Linked DNA regions of Sus scrofa: region 2 is linked to region 1. The links are chromatin contacts, called in public HiChIP or PLAC-seq maps. All regions are on one chromosome and are shown on one strand. Each heading gives the region's core, a stretch centred on a gene start, on an enhancer-like site or on the middle of the called end of the contact. The rest is flanking DNA. Distances are from core to core; before and after follow the strand shown.

Region 1 (2,700 bases), core at 23-2,522:
ACCAACTTTTTTTTATATTAATACCAAAATAAATCACTTAATTACTAAAATCTAGAATATGTCCTATTTCCATCAGGTCTCTGTTACTGGGATAGTTAGCATGACTTTTTAAAATCCTCTTGTCATCCATCCTATGGATCTATTTAGGGGGACAATTTTGAACCACGGACTAAGGCATTACAATACTCACACTCTTACGGGGGGGAGGGGTGATGGGGGGAACAGACCTTTGTTTTTTTAAAAAAGATGTTTTTCTAATTTTGAGTATTATCTGGGAGACGTTAACATCTCAAAGCTGGAATGGGGCTTTCTCCGAGGCAGACCACGCTTAGAAGCAAAAGGTAACAGAAGCAGCAGAGATGAGCTGCCGGTAGGTGATGAAATTTCACCTCAAAGAAGACGCAAAAGGTTGTTTTCAAGCCAGTCGGATGGGTGAATGACACTCCAGGGAGTTCCAAGGGCTTCCAGGGCCCCGCGCTTTCCGCACCGGCTTTCTCACCCTCCCGCCCCCGACCCCCGGGACTCTTCGGGACTGAGCCTGGGGCGCGAGAAGCCCAGGCTGTTTGCAAACAGGCGTCCTCTGCCTCCCTCCGGGATGTACGTGCGGGGCCCAGGGTAAGAGGCTGCGCTCGGCCCGGGCCCGCGGCCAACCCGAAGGGTGCCAGGGACCCTGCCAGCCCCGCTCTCCACAGACGCGGCCGCCCCGGAGCCCAGGCCGGGGCAAGGGCTTCCCGGCGACGCGGGGCCTACTCGTCCCCCACGCGCCTCCAGCCCCCCGGGGGACGCGGGGAGGAAGGGCTGAGGCCCCCGAGCCTGGGTGGGGGAGGCGGCCGCAGCGGCAGGACGCCCCGTCCGCCCGGCCCGAGGTCTCGCCGCCAGGGCCCTCCCCGGGCGGCCAAAGGCCAGCGAGCCCGGGACCGCGCGACGCCGCGTCACACTCACCTCGAGCAGCGGCCGCCGCCGCCTCAGCATGGCCGGGGGGTCGTCCCTGAGCCCACAGCCTCCTCCGGAGGGCACCCGCCCGGCCCCAGGCGCCGCCGCCGCCGCCGCCGCGAAGCCTCCCACTCCTGAAGGGGCTGTGGTCGCCGCTGGTGCTGAGGCCCAGCGCCCGCCGAGCCTCATCGGGCTCCCGGGCCGCCGCAGCCACGCGGATCCCGCAGGAGCGCCGCTGAGCCGGGCGGGGGGTGCGAGGCTGCAGCGGGACGACCGAGGTGCTGCAGGCGGGGATCCTCGGCGAAGCCTCCAGCGTCGCCGTGGCCGCTCCTGCCGCCGGCGCCGCTGGGCCACAGCGCCCCCTGGACCCCACGCCCGGCTACGGCGCCGGGACTGCGGCGGCCGCCCGGGCACGAGCCGCAGGGAACGCGAGGGAGCGCGGCCTGGGGATGGCGGGGGCCCCGGGCTCCCTGCGTCGCCCTGGGGCCGCCGGACCGCCCCCGACGACGCCCCCCGGAAGCCCCTCGGTCCCCACCGACCTTAGTGGGTCTCCTCCCCACTCCCTAGGCCTCAGGCCATGAGCATCTTTACACCTTTTCCTTCTCTCCAGAAGGTACGTGAACGTTCCTCTCACTCGGACCTTCACCTGAGAGCAGGGATGTGAGGGGAATCTCCTGGATTTCACCTCTCGAGATTCAAGGGGTAGCCTTTGTAATCCGTTCAGTGCGTCTGGATGTAAGAAGGGTGACCCAGAATCAACCCCCCCCCCCACGCATCCTTTCCTGAAACAGATGAAGGAATTGTCTTTGACCTTAACTTTTTTTTGGATCTATTGGCAAATCATTTCAGGAATTCCCAACAGATACCAAACCCTTAACACCCAACCTCCCCCAAAATAGAACAAATTAATAATAATAAGACAAGCAAGAGAAGAAAATAAACGAGTTGTCCTGAAATTTATAAACAATCTAAAATTAAGAGAAAAACAATCCATATTCTAACACACTCCCCCACCCCCACCCCCACCCCCACTCCGCTCATCCATCCCCAGTCCCTTCCACATCCCAGGTAAGGCTCTAAAGGAAAGAAATTGTTATATTGTGGGGGCTGTGGAATCATTCTCTTTACAGGTACCCTATATTCGATCCCACTCAAACTCTAGGGTGAAAACATCAGAACCAAAAACAAAAGAAAGGCTCTCAGAGGGAAAAGAGGGAAAGAGAAATTGTTCAAATCCTCTGGTCCCCAGTTTTTCCAAATACATGATTTTATCATTAAGTATGTAGTAGAATGAGCAGGGTCTTTGGTGGCAGACAGATCCTGGCAGAGGCACCAATTCCAGCTCTGTTGTGTTTAATTTTATGATCCTGGGCAAGTTATATAATATTTAGGAACCTCGATTTTCTGATGCCTGCCTTGCTGATTGTTGCAAAGATTGGAGATAATTTTGCAAAGGAACTAGCCCATGGAAGTTACTCAATAAATGTTAGTTCCTATTACTGTTGATTCCGAAACACCCTCAGTCCTTAAATTCAAGATTTTTCTCATCTTTTTCTTTCAAAATCTGTGTGTGTGTGTGTGTGTTTTCCTATGGAAAGATGGGTGCATTAAAAAAAAATGGGTGCATTATTCTTCGTCATTCTTGGTCTGGGTAAAATTTCTTTAAATTTCACTAATGGACTTATATAACATCCCTCCACTGAAGAAGAATAGAGCCTAGTATACCTGATCCTATGACATTCTGTTGCATAGCAGATATCTGCAAAG
Region 2 (2,761 bases), core at 149-2,648, 62 kb after region 1:
TCACAGCTGTTTTACGGGTTAAACATTAAGTAATCAAGTACCGGGTATGGCTCAAGCAGATACTCAAAAACTGGTAACTATTGTTACCATTGCCCAAGGTACAGACATAGTATAGTGAAAGAACGTGGGAACAGAAATTGAAACCGCAATTCACTAGCTTTGTAACACTGCCTGTCGGTCAATCATCAACTTCCTGACAGCCTACTATGCATCACGCAGTGGGATGGGGCTACAAGGATGGGCAAGGCAATGTCTCGGAGAGGGTGGCACACTTGTAAACAAATACTGCCATTACGAGGTGAAGAGCGCAGCAATGGAATTTGGTTGGGGGCGGGGGCTGCTAACCTCGGTTTCCCTATCTGTCGAGTGGGAGGATCAAATGAGATGACAGCAGATAGGCTGTACAAAGCTCAAAGCTCAAGCCTTATTGCTGTGAATAATGAAGAGTAACAGGGCAGAGGCGGGGGACCACCTGCCACCTGGGCCTGGACCTGGGCTGCAACAACGCGGGCCCGCGAGCCCCGACAGAAAGCGGTGGTGCTGGGGACCTTCCCTCAGGTGCCGACCCCCAGCTGCGCCGCCGCTAACCGACAGGCCAAGACAGCCGCCTCCGCCCCCACTCGGCGCGCCACCGCGGAAGTGGCAGCCCGATCGGTTGGCGGGTGTCGGTAGAAAAGGGCGGGGGGAGACCGTGCGCGGCGGCCTATGGCCGTGGAGTGGCGGGACCGCCGGGGGTCTCACCTGAAGCAGGGAGGGTCCTCCAACACCAGCACGCGGCAAGAGCAAGATGGCTGCCTCAGTCGAGACAGAGAAAGACGAAGGCAGCCGCGGCGGCGGGAGTGGAGCCCACGTGACACACCCGGCCCCGCCTCTCTCTCGCCGGAGCAGCCTATCCTGGAAGCTCATATACAAACTACAAAGCCCAGGCTGCTCTGCGCTTCCCAACAGAAACGCGGCAGGTGCAGACCGCCGCGCTGCTTTCTGGAGCTTGCAGTCTCCTGGGCGTCCCATTGTGTCCGTGCCTGCAGTTTATAGGAAGCCTAATAAAAAGGCAATGGGTATTTTTGTTTGGGTGTATACTTTTGTCGAATGCTTCGCTAGGTATTAAGTACGCACTGTCGGACTCAACTAGAGTGGAGACTCGGAGAGACGGGAAATTTTGAGCCGTTTTTTATGCCTCAAGAGAGGAAAATCGAGAAATAACCCACAAAGTTTAAAAACAACAAAAACAAATACATTTAATCAGAAGAAGCTTCACACTTTAAGTGCCTGCAGTGACTTATGCCCCAGTGCCCCGCAGAGCTAGGTCAGATTTGCAGTAAGAAATCACAAGTTTGGTTTTCTCGGAGCTTGCATCAGTTGGTTGCATCATCCCTGAATGGAAGAATTTAGCTTACAAGGAATAAAAAATAAGGTCCAGTGTTTCTTCTCCAACCGTAAGGGACATTCTTGCAGGCACAAGACTGCACCGCAGAACAGGTTTGCCAGGTCTTCTCGAGACCCGAGCAGGAACTTAAGAATGAAATCCGGTTATCTGTCTTTTTTATTTGCGGAGGGGGATGGGGTACCTGAAACCAATGGGCAACCAGCCCAACAGTTGGGAGAGGCTGACTTCACCGATCAATAATTTGCGTAGTGAGTATTAAGTGCAGCGGTTCTTGGTGGGGGGAGGGGCTAGCCTGAAGGCGGACGCCACCAGCAACGGTTCTCCCGAGTCTCCTCCCCACCCGCCCACTATCTCGGCCCATCTTTTCTCTCTAGGTCCTCGGACGGAATGTCCAGAACCGTGGGGAAGCAACTACCGCTCGAAAGCAACGCCTGCAACCTTCTACGTGATCTGCACCTTTAAACTCAGTCCCAGACCGGACCCCGGAGGCACCACCCACATCCGTCTAACATCACTTCCTTCAGGGTTAGGGGAAAAAAAAAAAAAAAAAATCTGGGAAAGCGAGGGGTTGGGCTGAGCCGCACTTGGGATACCGCGCGGACCATCTGCTAGGACTCGGGCCCGGCGTCTGCTCAGCCCAGGGGCCCCGCGGACTTACCACCATGGAACCGCGGCCTCGTCTCGGGGCCACCTGTTTGCTGGGCTTCAGTTTCCTGCTCCTCGTCTCTTCTGATGGACATGTTGGGCTTGGAAAGGGTCAGACCGCGTTCTTATCTTAATCTTTACTCATTCTGGGCCCCAGCCCAGTACAACCCTCTCCTTGTCCTAACACGATCCCCTTCCCATTCTGTCTCTGGCCACCCTAGATTTCTTTTTATCCTCTCCAACTGCTCCTGGAGTTTGAGGAAGATCTCTTGGGGTAGGGAGTAGCGGTTCTGGGGAATATTGAGTTGGGGAAGTTGTACTTGAGGCCTCCCTAAATGCTTGGGTTGGGGTAAGGAATGACCCGTATATTAGGAAAAGCATGTTTAAGAAACCAGCTTAGTGTCTAGCACTTGGTGGGTCCTCAGACATCCGTCACCGTTCCTCAGGGTGGACTTTCATATTTGGATTCTTTTCGTGGGTCTGAAGATTCCGCTCCTCACCTCTTACCTGAAGAGCTAGATTACTGCCTCCAGACCTGGAGGGAACAGAACCTGCACCCAGGGAGGGTGACTGGGTGCATAAGGAAGGGCCATATAAAGGGTCGAAGGTCTGATGTTAGAGGGTCACCAACAGTTGTCCTCGGTGTGGTTCAGTGTAATTGAAGAAAATGGTTTTTTTGGAAGAATGAGGGACAGTGGTTACCAATGGAGAATAAGAGGTGTTCCCTAC

The links. HiChIP or PLAC-seq counts read pairs in DNA pulled down with a chosen protein or histone mark.
Region 2: an H3K27ac HiChIP or PLAC-seq map of alveolar macrophages shows a contact between it and region 1. The contact joins the promoter of TXNDC12 here to the promoter of ZFYVE9 in region 1. A contact is called at or near these places in 1 of 47 Hi-C or Micro-C datasets (liver) and 1 of 2 datasets of contacts at active chromatin or transcription factors (alveolar macrophages).

The regions. Positions count from the first base shown.
Region 1 is chr6:160,073,203-160,075,902 of Sscrofa11.1, forward strand. ZFYVE9 (zinc finger FYVE domain-containing protein 9) reads right to left here and starts at 1,273. Exons shown (of 18, transcript XM_021096648.1): 1 at 943-1,273. It also overlaps the pseudogene LOC110261408.
Region 2 is chr6:160,135,346-160,138,106 of Sscrofa11.1, forward strand. TXNDC12 (thioredoxin domain-containing protein 12) reads left to right here and starts at 1,399. Exons shown (of 8, transcript XM_021096661.1): 1 at 1,399-1,635; 2 at 1,762-2,143. The coding sequence starts at 2,050. It overlaps BTF3L4 (transcription factor BTF3 homolog 4), which reads right to left and starts at 862. Exons shown (of 6, transcript XM_021096654.1): 1 at 742-862.